Regions from separate parts of the Mus musculus genome. Here regions 1, 2, 3 and 4 are each linked to region 5. A link is a contact called in public HiChIP or PLAC-seq data. All regions are on one chromosome and are shown on one strand. The core of a region is the stretch at or near the end of the contact, and the rest is flanking DNA. Distances in the headings are between cores, read along the strand shown. Region 1 holds the start of Dut (deoxyuridine triphosphatase). Region 2 has its middle 62 kb from the start of Gm39920. Region 3 has its middle 110 kb from the start of Gm39920. Region 4 overlaps Slc12a1 (solute carrier family 12, member 1). Region 5 has its middle 87 kb from the start of 4930583P06Rik.

What was found. HiChIP or PLAC-seq counts read pairs in DNA pulled down with a chosen protein or histone mark.
Region 1: a FOXA1 HiChIP or PLAC-seq map of pancreatic cancer cells shows a contact between it and region 5. The contact joins the promoter of Dut here to the enhancer-like site in region 5. A contact is called at or near these places in 1 of 39 promoter capture datasets (hippocampal neurons), 3 of 115 datasets of contacts at active chromatin or transcription factors (astrocytes, extraembryonic endoderm stem cells and pancreatic cancer cells) and 1 of 9 other capture datasets (embryonic stem cells).
Region 2: a FOXA1 HiChIP or PLAC-seq map of pancreatic cancer cells shows a contact between it and region 5. The contact joins two enhancer-like sites. A contact is called at or near these places in 3 of 115 datasets of contacts at active chromatin or transcription factors (cardiomyocytes, fibro-adipogenic progenitors and pancreatic cancer cells).
Region 3: a contact with region 5 is called in a FOXA1 HiChIP or PLAC-seq map of pancreatic cancer cells, with 12 times the contacts expected there. The contact joins two enhancer-like sites. A contact is called at or near these places in 1 of 15 datasets of contacts at CTCF or cohesin (large pre-B cells) and 1 of 115 datasets of contacts at active chromatin or transcription factors (pancreatic cancer cells).
Region 4: a contact with region 5 is called in a FOXA1 HiChIP or PLAC-seq map of pancreatic cancer cells. The contact joins two enhancer-like sites. A contact is called at or near these places in 3 of 39 promoter capture datasets (the 3T3-L1 cell line, the C10 cell line and cranial neural crest) and 1 of 115 datasets of contacts at active chromatin or transcription factors (pancreatic cancer cells).

What each region holds. Positions count from the first base shown.
Region 1 is chr2:125,246,219-125,248,918 of GRCm38.p6, reverse strand. It overlaps Dut (deoxyuridine triphosphatase), which reads right to left and starts at 1,404. Exons shown (of 6, transcript NM_023595.6): 1 at 1,023-1,404. The coding sequence starts at 1,171.
Region 2 is chr2:124,854,570-124,857,269 of GRCm38.p6, reverse strand. No RefSeq gene overlaps it. Among named protein-coding and RNA genes, the nearest start is that of Gm39920, 62 kb to the right of the region's middle. Within about 2 kb of position 1,304, at least 25 of the 459 cell types and tissues checked have an H3K27ac peak or open chromatin away from gene starts, as enhancers often do. A contact at or near this core is called in pancreatic cancer cells, where this site is marked.
Region 3 is chr2:124,903,996-124,906,695 of GRCm38.p6, reverse strand. No RefSeq gene overlaps it. Among named protein-coding and RNA genes, the nearest start is that of Gm39920, 110 kb to the right of the region's middle. Within about 2 kb of position 1,390, at least 12 of the 459 cell types and tissues checked have an H3K27ac peak or open chromatin away from gene starts, as enhancers often do. A contact at or near this core is called in pancreatic cancer cells, where this site is marked.
Region 4 is chr2:125,207,696-125,210,395 of GRCm38.p6, reverse strand. All of the region lies in intron 20 of Slc12a1 (solute carrier family 12, member 1), which reads right to left. Gm14002 (a long non-coding RNA gene) reads left to right here. Exons shown (of 4, transcript XR_866695.2): 4 at 285-2,700. Among named protein-coding and RNA genes, the nearest start is that of Gm46760, 7.6 kb to the right of the region's middle. Within about 2 kb of position 1,360, at least 22 of the 459 cell types and tissues checked have an H3K27ac peak or open chromatin away from gene starts, as enhancers often do. A contact at or near this core is called in pancreatic cancer cells, where this site is marked.
Region 5 is chr2:124,308,441-124,311,214 of GRCm38.p6, reverse strand. It overlaps a transcript of Sema6d not described here. Among named protein-coding and RNA genes, the nearest start is that of 4930583P06Rik, 87 kb to the right of the region's middle. Within about 2 kb of position 1,509, at least 15 of the 459 cell types and tissues checked have an H3K27ac peak or open chromatin away from gene starts, as enhancers often do. A contact at or near this core is called in pancreatic cancer cells, where this site is marked.

The DNA.
Region 1 (2,700 bases), core at 155-2,654, 940 kb before region 5:
GGAACAGGGAGATGCCAACATTGTCTCTGCTATGTGTTCTGTGGTTTTTGTCTCTGAAAGTGAAGGCTGGCAAATTAGCATGAGGAGCAGGAAGGCAGACTTAATTCATAGAAAGAATATGAAAAGCCAACCAAAGAGCAAACATCTAACACTCAATGGGCCTCACTCCGCTAGGCACACTTCGAGCCTGCGAACGCATATAAACCTATACTTTACTTTTGTAACGCTTCTCTTGATGAGAATGAACCTCCCGAAGAAAATGTTAAAAAAACACAGGTGAGAGGCAGAGATGCACTGCATTCCCCCTGCCTTCCACGCTATGGCTGTGAACTTCAGTGGCCGAAGAGAGCTGGTCTCCCAGAGCAGCTCTTGGGGGTGGACTCTGATCACAAGCGATTTTAGAAAGTCCATCTACCAAATACTACTGTAGTCTCTTATTACTGCAGCTCCCTTCCTGATCCAACGAAACTTCAGACTTTACAATGAGCAGCGCTGGAAGTCTGGCATGTGGTAGAAGAGTACGTTCAGTCACACGGAATTTTCACTCTGTAACATCAGCCATTCCCAATACACAGCAAACACCCGCTTATGTAGAAAATGGCCATAGTATCTAATTTCTCCCAAGACAGGGCATGTTAGATGCATACATTCAGGTCATTAGGCTTGGTGACTTTACACTGAGCCACCTCATAAGCTAGCCCTGGATGGAGCTCCTTAAGTTCCCAGTCCTTGGACGGGATAAGAGAAGTACACAGCTTCCATAGATCCTTTTCCTAGACTTTAACGTGCACACTGCAGACAGTCACACTTCGGTCAAGAATAAGCCTTGCACATCCGGACCTTCCACTTGGAAAGGGTGGAGCGCACGCTGCACAGTAACGCTTTGGAAATGTTATAACCCTTTACTTTCCGCTCGCCCAAACCCCTACTGAATTTGCTCAAGGTGAACTCAGGTCTCTGCGGAGCCACGACTGCACCCGGGCTCGGTGTTTGCATTCCTGCCGTCGGGCCACGGCTCTCACCTGAATAGGTCGTAGCCGGCAGCGCGCGCGGACCCGCGGGTGGGCGCCGTGGCGTGCTCCGAGAGCCGCACGAAGCGCAGAGAAGCGCCATCCTCCGCTCGAGCCCTCTTGGAGGCAGAGACGGCCGCGGCATCTTCCGAGCAGGGCATGGCGGCGGGCGTGGAAAAAGCAGAAAGCAATGAGCGTGCGAGAGCCTACCCGCCGAAAATCTCCCGCCTGGACGAGCCCACCGCGCAGGACAGGGGACGCGGCCTTCCGCAAAGGGCTCGAGCGCGGCCTAGAGGAGGCACCGACCTCGCCAGGCTCCCCTCCTCGGGGTCCGCAATGGACTCGTCCCCGCGCTGCAGGCCAGGCCCTGGCTCACCGTTACCTGCTCAGACCAGGGCTCCCTCCAAGCGCGCTCCCGCTCCAACTCCCCCACTAGCGCGCTCTCTCGAACTGCCCTAATCCTCCCCACCCCGTGCGCGCTCCCGCCCCTGCCCCCCACCCCCTCACCAGCGCGCGCGCTCCCGGCCGGAGCTCCTCGGCTTCCTCGGCAGCTCCGGCTCCGCGCCGACCCGAGCGCACGCCCGCGGAGCAGAGCGGCCTGCAGGCGGGCGCGCAGCAGCACGCTTAGGAGAGGCATGGCGCTGGAGGCCCTGCAGGCCCTGAGGCCGCTGCCCCGCCCCGCGCTCCGCCTAGCGGCCCTCCTACGTGCTTTTCCTCGCCCTGACCTGAACAGATCTTTTGCCTTCCACCACCGGACCTGCAGGGCATTTTAAAATTCCTTGACCTCAGCCAAAGCAACAAGGAGCCAACCCCCACCCCCACCCCCACCCCCACCCCCACCCCCACCCCCTCGCCGGTAGTTGGGAGTCAAACTTTTTTTTTCCAGAGAGGATAATTAAAGATCTTTCTGGAGTCTCCGGTTTTATCTGGACTATACCATAAACACGTGGAACTCAAGTTGTGGTGCACTTCGATTTTCAAGATAAATAGAAGGCCCAAGGCACTTTTATAGAAATACCGACTATACATATTGGGGCGATTGGTTCCCCTGATGGGTGTGCAATACACTACACTTCTTGAAGCTCTTTTAAAGCATCTGTTATTGTGCAGTCCCACGATGTGTCTGTGTGTCTTGCAGGTCATTGCCAGTGCGAGGTTATCTTCTCCTTGTTCCTTCCACCTTTAGGTGGGTTTAGGGTTAGACCTGTGGTGGCCAGGCTCTTTACTCTCAGAATGTTTTTATTTACATTTCTTCTTATTACAGTCTGCACATGCATGTATTTTCTTGCCTAATGTCTACTTGTTGGTTAGATTCAAAGTCCATGAGGGAAATTGATCCAGCCTTTGTATTCTTGGAGTCTAACCGTGAGTTTCAAAAGCCCTCACAGGTGCGCCTGCCCCCCCCTCTTCCCTTCCCCCCTCCCTTTTCTCTTCTCCCCCTCCCCTTCTCCCTCCCCACTCTCCCTCTCCCTTCTACTGCTTCAGCACCATGCCCGCCTGCTCCACACCATGATAATGGACTAACCCTCTGAAACGGTAAGAAAGCCCCCAGTTAAATGCTGTCTTTATAGAGTTGCCTTGGTCATGGTGTCTCTTCACAGCAGTAGAACACTAAGACAGATGGTGATCGCATTGTTTAGTAAGGAGGGCTCCTGTGCATTATTTCTTCTCAGAAATCTTAATATTGGTG
Region 2 (2,700 bases), core at 55-2,554, 550 kb before region 5:
TCTATCTATCTATCTATCTATCTATCTACCTACCTATCTACCTATCATCTATCTATCTACTATCTATCTATCTATCTATCTATCTATCTACCTATCTATCATCTATCTATCATTTATCTATTGATATAATATATCCTATACATAGACAGTCTGGGAGCAATAATAGCCCAATAGCAAGAAGGATATTCATCCCTTGATAACTATATGTTGCTATTATTCAAAATAAACCAGTGAGAAATCCCAGAGATGAGGCAAAATAAAACACAGATAATTCTGAAGCAATCACTTGTATTAGAAAGTAAAGATATATCCAATAAACAAGGTATATGATTGGGAACAAGCCAAAAAGACACAAATTAATCTGAGGGGCTCCCACTGACTGATTCTTGGACAATATATCAAAACAGTTATAATAACAAACTAGGAGCCACAGACTAAAACAGATGACCACGCTGAGATCAATACACAAATGAATAAGTTAATGGAAAATTTATCAAATTTCAAAATATCTCCCTAAAAATACTTATGTAAAGCAAATAAAGACAACTATGGCAGAGAAGGTGGTAGTCACCAGGCTAACCAGCTGGTGGATGTGAGCATCTTCACAATAGAACAAAATCATGAACTGCCTTGCGGAATACCGGGGCACCACAGTGTGCTTGTGTGGTCTTCCTGCCCAAAAAACACAGTCAGAATACAATTGTGGCAAATTACAAGATGACAACAGAGAGAGGACTCACTTCTTAACATGGCCAAGTTATGAGCAGGGCAACAGCCTGCTGCTAGGTGGGATTTGTTTGTTTAGACTGTGTTATTTTGCTACACAACATTGCTGTGACACAATGTGAGTCGTCAGTGAGAAGGAGATGGTAGTCACATGCCAGTGTTGTTTTTCCTTCTGGATGCTATGCTGGGCTGCATGGGGGGAAGGCTCTGGCACCCAGAGGAATGAATGTAGTTTTGTCCTCACTCTTCAGTGGTTCAGAAAAATGCCCTATTTGTATTTTTTGCTGTTTTGTCAGCGTTCGTGTCAGGTTCACACTCTAAACAAATCCCAGCTGTGTGTTGTGCTCTAAGCTAAGCTCCTGAAACAAAGGTGCTGAGACAAGCATGGGGTAGAGAAGCCATGAGGAGTTTCTTCATCCTCTGGGTAGTAGCAGAGACATGGTTAGAAGTCAGTAGGCCTCCTGTTCTGTGGGGATCATGAGTGGGCACTAGGAATGGGCGTGGAACATAGGAATGGGAAATGGGGGCAGGGCTTAGCTTGTGAGAGGTGTTGAGTCAGACAGGATTCTGACTGTGTGTGTGTTCACTATTCGTAATGTTATCAGATAAAACTGAGAGCACCTCCACCCTGACACCCTGGGCTGCTCTAGGAGCATGCAGGGTGATCCTAGAGTCTTGCTAGATGTCATATAATCCTGGTGCTTTCCATTTGACAAGGATGGCGTAGACCACTCTCACTTGGCTCATCCTTTCTCTGCTTGTGAACTATGGATGCTATGGAGTGTTCACCCTGTTCTAGGTTTTGCCTCACCCTGTTTTTCTCAACTCACGGTTGTGGGTCTCTAGGATGAGAGAAGGGGGAATATAGTAAACCCAGTTTGAGTGCTAGACTGCAGTAAGTTTCCATTTCTTTATGGATACCTTCCATGCAGTAAGTTTTCATTTCACCCCTGTGATATAGGCTCCCTCCCTTTATATGTAGAGTCTCTCTCACTCTTACTACATTACAAAGAGCAGAGACTGCTTAGGTGGCCTCTGTTACCTTAGACTACAACAACTGAGTTATTTCCATGCAAATAGACTGAGACCGAGACTCATGCTGCTATAGAAAGGATACATAGACAAAAGGGAAAGTATAGACTCAGGTACCCCAATACCAAGTTCTTAACACAAAGGGGATTTTATCTGCCCCAGAGGGACAGAGAGCAGGGTTAAGGGACAAAGATAGGAAATAGAGGAAGAGAGAAAAGGGGCAGGGCGTAAGGGAGAGGGAAGAGGGGTATTTGTCCCAGAGTACAAAGGTTTGCTTCTGGATAGACAGGTGACAGATGTGGTACATAGTCAAATGGCTACTTATAAAGGTAAAAAGGGAAACCCCATGTTAGGATGAGGTATTTAATTTTAACTGGGCGTGTTAACTAGATGGGCCAAAGGAGGCTTTTGATTTCTTGACTTCCATACTTTGATAGCTGGACATTGGTAGTCAGCCTCAAGAGAAGGAAGTAGCCAAAAGGGAAAGGACCTTGGGGCTAGCTTCAGGCATGTAATCTAATGATTTTTAGTAAGGCAGAGGTTATGGGAGGGAAGGGCAAGGTTGCCAGAGTCATGCTGGCCACACTTGACTGACCAGAGTCCCTTCAATAGACTTCTTTAGACCAATAGAAAGAGAGAGAAGGAGAAAGGATTCCTGTCAGAAACATCCTAAGCCTAAATAAACCCTTTAGAGTCTGCTCTGCCCAACAAGGAGAATCTTTCAACCTGAGAACTCTGGAAACTTGCCAAGAAACTCCATTTCATCTGGAGAGGAGCCGCTTTCCTGTCTTTAATTTGTCTTACCTGCTAGTGGGTACCAAGCCTGCTTTCTCCCCACAGGACTTGGCTCTTGCATCTACCCTAGTGTACTGTAGTCACAACTCTGATTACCCAGCACTGAGCAAAGACTGGCCTTTCAGGGGTTGTCTTTCTGACTGGAAT
Region 3 (2,700 bases), core at 141-2,640, 600 kb before region 5:
GCTGCCAGGCTGCTGGTATTCTGATCTAGCAGCCCTGGCTAGCCAAAGCACCAAATAACCACAGATGGTCCCTGTGATACCTCTGGAAGGGAAGTGGGAACCAACTGACTTAGTCTGTTTTGGAATAAGGCCTATCCTGGAATGGGATTTTGAGTGGCAACATCAGTGGATTAATGGGGAAATTAGATAGAGAAGGCTAGAAATGGAGAAGACCTAGCAGGGAGATGGTGTCTCCTGTAAGGTGTATTGAGCTTAAAGTGGCGATGGTAAAACCAGGGTAGAGTATTGATCATCAGAGCAAGGTAGAACCAAAAAAAAAAAAAAAAAAAAAAAAAACCAAAACAAAAAAACCAAAAAAACAAAAACAAAAACAAAAACAAAACTTAAGAAAATATTCCTGCAAAGGATGAGGAGCTGCTGAGATTGAAGAGGAAGGATGGTTAGGACCTCCCTCCCTAACCTAGTTGATGTAAGCCATTGCTCATGAAGATAAAGGTACTGAGGATGAAGGTAGGAGCAAGAAAGTAGTAGCCTGCTGTATTCAATAATGTGAAAATGCTGCGTGTATGGAGGACTTGTGCACATAAGGCAAACATATGAACTTATTGTGTTGTCTGTTATGAATGGCATCCTTTCTTAATGCCTCCTTTAGCTGTGAAATCAGCCCTGATCATTGTAATGGGACCCACATGGCTCTTCTTGCAGTTCAGGAAGCGGGCTGTGCCATGTGATGCCACCATTGAGTTTCCAGATTGACTCTTTCCTATTTTATGGTCCTTGGGAGAATTAGTTTATTAACTGTTTCAAGGAAGAATGAATGCCAAAGCCCCCTTTGTATGAGCTGACTTTGAGGGGTAGTTGGGGGGCTTGACTGCTACTTCTTGTTGATCTTGTGTTCACTCCTGGTAGACGTGAGTATGCCTACATCATCACAGCAATAGGGTAATACCTTCCATCTCTTGAGACTTTTGTTTTATCAAACATGTTTACCTGAATTGACCTCATATAATCCTTGCAAGCCAACGGTGTAAAATTCGGGCATGAATTTATACAATCCATCATGGCTGTCGGTAAGAATTCACTTATTTGCTCTGTAATAATTGTCAGACACCTACTTTTTCAGACCCAGCGGGAGTTACATTCTCATGCAATAGGAAAATAAGACTTTCCGTGAATCAAGAGATCTTTATTTAGCCCATAATATGAGCAGAACTCTGGGTTGGGCACATTACAAAAAGATTCAAGCAGATATCAGGCAGGGAGGGCCTCTTAAAGTGTTCTGACTGTGGAGACAAACTGTACAAACTCGAAGTGATGATCAAGTAAGAGGCTCTTACCAGGGTGAATGTGGGAAGGAGAAGCACTTTGGATAGCCTTGGTGATTACTCTGGAATATTCCTTGGAGTTCACTGAGAAGGTGGGGCAGAAAGGAATTCACCCTGCTGGAGGGTCAGGGAGGCTCCCAGCAGAGGGTGCTCTTCTCACCTCTCCACCTGGCAACTTGCTAAACTTTGACTTGCTTGTTGGAAAGTGCCCAGCCCAAGGATTGCTGCTGGCTGACTCAGTGTGCCTGAGGATAAGAGTGGTGTTTCCTTGTGGGGCTTTGGAAATCTCCTACCCATACCAGCGAAGACTTTAGATAGGAACCCAGGGAAATGGGCATATTAGGTATAAACAATTTCCATACAGAGGCCTAGAACTATCTTAAAAATAGCTTCACTTGTGAAGAAGAAGGGAGGGTGGGAAGGAGGGGAGGAAGAAAGGATGGATCAAAAGTTACTCCAACTTATGGGTTAAACTGTGTACCCATTTTTTTCATTGGATGGCCTTGCTACTCAAAGTGGTCCATGGACCAGCAGGATCAGAAAGACTAGGTTCTTGTGGAAATGAAGATTTTCTGTCTTCACTGCAAACCTACTGAACTTTGCTCTGTCTAAAGGCATCTCCAGTAGGCACATTTAAAAGACATCAATCATTAGAAGCTCAGAGCATATTTTAACAAAAACACAACACAGTTATTTATTTAACATATCATAATCCTAGTCATAATGATTGAGGCCTAACCCTCATTTTTTTATTGTTAGGTCTGTATGTGAATGTGCTGTAGGTATAGTGGCAGCCCTCAGAATAACCATTTCACTCTTTACCACCTTCCGCATGGCAATGGGAGCATAGTGCTTTGCCTCAAGCTAGTTTGGGTGAAGGAATCCTCAAATGTGCTGAGCTCATAAGGGTGCTGGGTGCATGGAGGAAAAACCATGGGTTTTTCAATTGGATATGGTTTCAAATCTAACTTACCTCTCAGAGCTCATATCCTTAGAAAATAAATCCATGAAAATAGAGATCTTATTTGTCCTATAGCATTTTTTTGCTTATTATTTGTATAATTTCTAGGATAATCTATTTAGACAATTACTGGCACACTGTTTTTGTTTGCTTGTTTGTTTCAAAAATCAAAAGCAGCACTAATTCCTACCAGCTCTACCACAAGTCTCATGGTGTCCAAAGAGAATAAATCATCTGTCCTCTTCACGACCTGGCTTTCTCATGTGCATTCAGCTGGCCCTGAAGATGGGACTGGAGAACACTTCTTGTGGATGCCAAGTGCACACAGGGATGTGTTTCTATTCTGTCTATCCCTGATTCATCCTTACGTCCCAGGCTACCACTAAAAGTACCAGACAACGGTGTCTCTGAGAC
Region 4 (2,700 bases), core at 111-2,610, 900 kb before region 5:
AGCTAGCCTCAAGCTCACTTTGTAGCCTGGGCTGGCTCTCGTTCAACTCCTGGTCTTCTTACTTCTGAGTCTTTAGTGCTGGGGTTACAGGAATGTGCCTCCACACCCTATTGTTTAATCCCCATTACCAGTGGGCCTCAACCTTCCTGATGCTGGGACCCTTTAACCCAGTTCCTCATTTTCTATTGACCCCCAACCATGAAATTATCTTCATTGCTACTACATAACTGTAATTTTGCTCCTGCTATGAATCATAATGTAAACATCTCTGTTTTCTCCCACAGGGTCAAGGCCCACAGGTTGAGAACTGCTACTCTTTACTCCTTTTCAGTGACTCAATCATGATATCTGCCTGCCCTTCGCTGTTATAGATTTTGAGAGAGAATTCCAGGGCTGTAGTGGAGGAAGTAAATGACCTTGAGGTTGTCAGTTGAGAGCAGGTTTTGAATAACTTTCTTCCTGCACACCCCAAAACAACTCTAGTGAGACCAGATACCCAGACTTTGCTGAATAGCCATCACCGTGTTCCCAAGTGCTTCATAAACCAGCCACACAGTAAATGACTGGAGAGACTGCATTTTGAAATTGGATTTAGTGGCCAAAATTGCCTCATGAGTTCTACTGTGCCATTTTTTAAAAAGACGTCATTTAGGGGCTTATAATTCACCATCTGCTTTGAATCTTAAGGACAGCAGAAGGAGGAGCAGAGAAAGCCAGAGGGCAGTCGTATTCTCGCCCATCTCACAACCCCCTTTTCCTTTATTCATTATTAAATTAGAACTCTTTCCTTGGCCAATCACCTTGAAGCCGCACGTGCTTACATGGATCAGTTGCTGATGCCTAGGTGGAGTCAGGCTGGATTGACGGCAGGATGGCAGGGAGCAGTCCTGCAGCCCTGCCTTCCAATCAAGCAATTATTTACTGCTAGGCCATCTGTCTTTATTTTGCAAAGCCACTCGATCAGACACAGCAGTATCACCGTGCTCTGAGCGGGTCATAAATCGCGTGGTACTTACACAGGGTACTCAATTGTGACTCACACTCTATCACTTTGTTTACCACCAGTGCAATCTGGATTCTTTGTTGTAATTGGCAAACTTGCTAAATACCTCTGGGATGTGAAAAATATGAAATGTCACATTTTTTTTTGGTGTGTTGTCAGGCAATAAATTAATTTATTAAGAAGAAACATTAGTCATCAGTACCGGGTGACTTGCCGCAGTGAACGAGTTATAATGTTATGAGCATCGATCTTATTTATACAAAAAGTTATTGTCGTATGAGTCTGTGACACAGTATAGAAACGACTGCCATTAGCTGGTAAATTACCAGGAAAGCTGATTTCTACTCAGTGGTTTATTAACTGTAGTATATGGGCTCTGAATTGCTAATGTTTCCCTTAAATTATAATCTGTGATGACACTGCAGTGCCCATGTTGGGAAAGCTATGATGATAATCATTAACATACTGTAATGCAATACTGAAGATTTATCAGGCTCTTATTAAGCCCTACATTACAGTATAATATAATGAACTGCAAGTTTGTTTTTTCTAATCCAAAATCTACTATGAGGCTTGTGCCATAAATTACTGAAGCTTCATAACAAAGCATGGGGCTGTGGCATCAAGCTAATTTCTGTCATTACGTTTGTTTGTTTTTATCTCACATGTTCTCTGTGTATTTGTGTGACATTGCATTTTTGTTTACCTAGACAGTTGGTACTTATTTTATTAACATCTAACTGTATTTTCCCATCTTAGTTAAGAAGTAGAAAGTATCCAAACATCAAAGCTGATCTAAACACTACTTGTTCTTTGGGAAATTTAAAGGAGCTGTAGTTCAGGATTCTTTGAGAAACACTACATATTCTAGTAGTGGCTTCATGGGAATAAACTCGCAGTACATTCCGGTGCCTGGAGCAGTGAGAGGTAGTAGAGGTGATGTTTTCAGCTCCATCACATATATCAGCTTGAAGAGACTAACATAATACACAAAGCAAATGCACAAACTAAATGCAAGCTGCATGTTTTTCATTCTTGCTTTTAGATAGAAAACATAACGGCAGCAAAGCCAGAAAAAAAAGTCAAAGTAGATAGGACACAGGACTCCGAGGCTACAAGGTGGATCTGACCAGGAAGCCTTTTTCCTGAGGATTAGCTTTTATAGTACCAGAAGGTTCTATGGAAGCTTCCATAGGAGGGAAGCAGTTCATAGCCTTACCCAGCTCTGATGTCCATGAACTACAACAATGACCAGCATGGTAAGATGCAATAGTGGCACTTATAGCTTGGCAGTAACCAACAGCTCTCTAATTGGACTTAAGGCCAGCTCAACATGAGGGAGACCATGCCTAGTTCTGGAGACCTGCCAGCTACCCACGACTCGTGAAGTCATGGATCTTAGAGGAGAACATACCACTGCCACTTTACTAAAGCAGCAACATCCTTAACTGAATTCTAAGGGCTTATACTCAGGGCCTTAAAAGAGTAGTCTTCATTCCTCATCCAAGAAACTTCTCTTTCCAGTAGATGGGGAGAATGACAGAAACCATACCTGACCAAGATGCAGAGAAGAACTGACCGCGTGTTGCCTAGCCCCAACTGGCACATCTACAACACAGCTCATGCATCTAAGGCTCAGGGGACAGCATGGCAGAAGTGGCATAATGATTGTAAGAGCTAGAGAACCAGGAAATCTG
Region 5 (2,774 bases), core at 260-2,759:
ATTTAGTTAACCCAAACACCTTCATGCAGGGTACTGATTATTAGATCTGAGCCTATGGTGGTTTCCTCCGTGTAAAGAGCTTGGCGGGTTCTGATCAAATGGATACTTTTTGACAGCAGTATCCCACAAAAATGGAACAAAATGATTGTCATAACTCTTGCATTCAGGGACCTTGGTTCCTAGTGATGTAAAACAACCAAAACAAAATCTGAGTTTGGTGTACTGGAAATAGAGAAATGTGTTATCTGTTTATAAATTAAGGACAGATAGTGTTTCCATAGTTTCAAAGTCTAGTCTTGTTTTTAAGTTATTTTAACTTTATTTAGTGCTCACAGCAAGAACACTTGGAAACGGAAACAGCAAACTCTAGTAGTTTTTAGATGCCATTTATCCCCAGTGCAACCGCACATACACACACACACACACACACACAAGACTATGAAAGAATAAAATTAAAGTTTGCTTACTGGGCCCCCTAAGTCTGAAGAAAAATCCATACTTTAATTTGTTACTGCAATGGTGAATATTTCCTACACATCAAGATAGACTATAAGATATCTAAGACATGAAGCACAATTTTTCACTTGAGGAAAAAAATTGATTCTTTTATTCTGTGAATTTGTAGTTGCTGTTTTTCTTTAGGATGTCACTGAAAGGTCTAATTGCAGTATATGTTTCTCTGATGAGGACTTGGGATTTCATTAGACAAGGTCCCATGTGGGTTGTCAAATATGTTATTAGCTATGCTTTGACTAAGGAAGCAAAGAGGCAGGTAGAGAACCATTGTAAGCGTTCACAGAGTTCTAACAAGAAAAGCTATTTACTAGCCATCCTTTTCTTGGTTAAGAATGCCTGACAGAAGGCATTTATCAATGAAGAAAGTCTGAGTTCTAAGTTTTAAAGCCATAAAATGGTTATAATATACACACCCGTGAGAACTTAAAAAGGCTGTGCTGAGGTTCTCTGTCCTTGCAATGTTCCATCACTGAGCACTGCTTTGAAATGTCCCCTAAGTAGGAGAGGGGCACACCAGTATCCTATGAGGTATGAAGCAGGACTGTACATATACTTCCCTTGACCTGGCCTCTGCACTAGGTCCTGCACACACATTGTTCTTGACTCAAGGTCTATCCCAAACAGTGCACACACATAGCACCCTTTACTCTATCAACTCCAAAGACTGCACACTGCCCTGACTCATATTCAACCCCAGGCCCTGTATACCCACTGCCCTGGACTCAGAGCCAATCCTAAACACTGCAAACACACTGCATTGACTGAGAGTCAGTCACAAACACTACACATATATTGCTTATGATTCAGAGTTAACCCTAGGCCCCACGTGTACATTTCCTATGACTCAGATCAACCCCAAAGCCTGTTTACACACTATCCTTAACTTAGAATGAACCCCAAGTATTGACTCCACATTGCCCATGGCTCAGGGTCAGTCTCCAGCGTTCCAAATACATTGCCCAATAGTAAACCCCTTGTAATGAGGGGTTACTCTTGACCAAGGTTAAACCCCTAACACTACATACACATTGGCCATATCTCACTGAGGCCCTGAATACACATTGACCATGACCGAGCATTAGTTCCAAGCGCTATATAACACTATATACACATGACTCATGTCAACCTTAAACACTGCAAAAACACTACCATGACTGAAAGTCAAGCCCAAACACAGCACTCTCACTACCTATGACTTAGTATTAATTAACTCTTATCACTGCACACACACATTACCTGTGACTCAGCATCAACTCATGGACTACACATACATTATTATGATTTCGAGTCAACAGACGGCACATGAACTATGCTTGCCTTTCTTAATTTTACTGAGAGCCAGTCCTCACCTTTTGCTTATATTTTTGATTAGCAGTCTTTCCCTCTCCCTCCACCCATCTCCTTTGAGGATTGGCCTTCTGTCTCATCTGAGTTATTTTGATGATAATGTCTCCTTTAAGATGATTATTTGTTTAAAGTTCAAGCTAATAAAAATAACGTATTCCATTAAAAATATTCCAGAGACAGGAACAGCATTTCAGGATGTTAATTGCTCATGTTACCAACCATCCATGAAACATATGCCTAAAGTGCTCAGAAAGGCTCCAGAACATCTCTTGCAGCTATAAATCTTTTCCAGGTATGATTATGTGAGAACAGAAATACAGAAAGTGCATCCAACAGCTGGAGTCAGATGGTTTACTCAAGTAAAAGTATGAAATTAGATTGAAATGAACTTAATTAAAAGGAGGGGGGACACCCAATTTAATATGGGATTTAATTCATCACATCCTCACTCAAGTTTCTTCCAGCTCCATAGAAACAAATGTGGCCTGTGCCCCAAAGCTAGATGAGGCTCTGATGAAGTGTGAAAGGATGGCCACACAGACACAGCCTCACAGTGTGTGCTCTCCTCTCTCTCTCCTCCTCTAATGGCACCGAATGCACAGTTGCTTAAGAAAGACAGAGCCAGACAGGAAACTGAGCTTGGAAACATATCTGTTTCAATTGTCTCCATCACTTGGCATTCATTTGTACACATTTCATCACTTAAAAATGGCGATTACTAAGTCTGACTTTTAATGTAATGGTAGCTGAGGAAAATAGCAATACACAATGTGAAGAGGGAGGGGTGGGGAGGGAGGGATGGGGAGGGAGGGAGGAATGTGGGATGGTAAGGGAGAGGAGAGGAGAAAGCAGAAAGGTGTTCATTTCAGATCACTTGTCTTTTGGTTTTCATCCTCAAAGGAAAGAAGCAA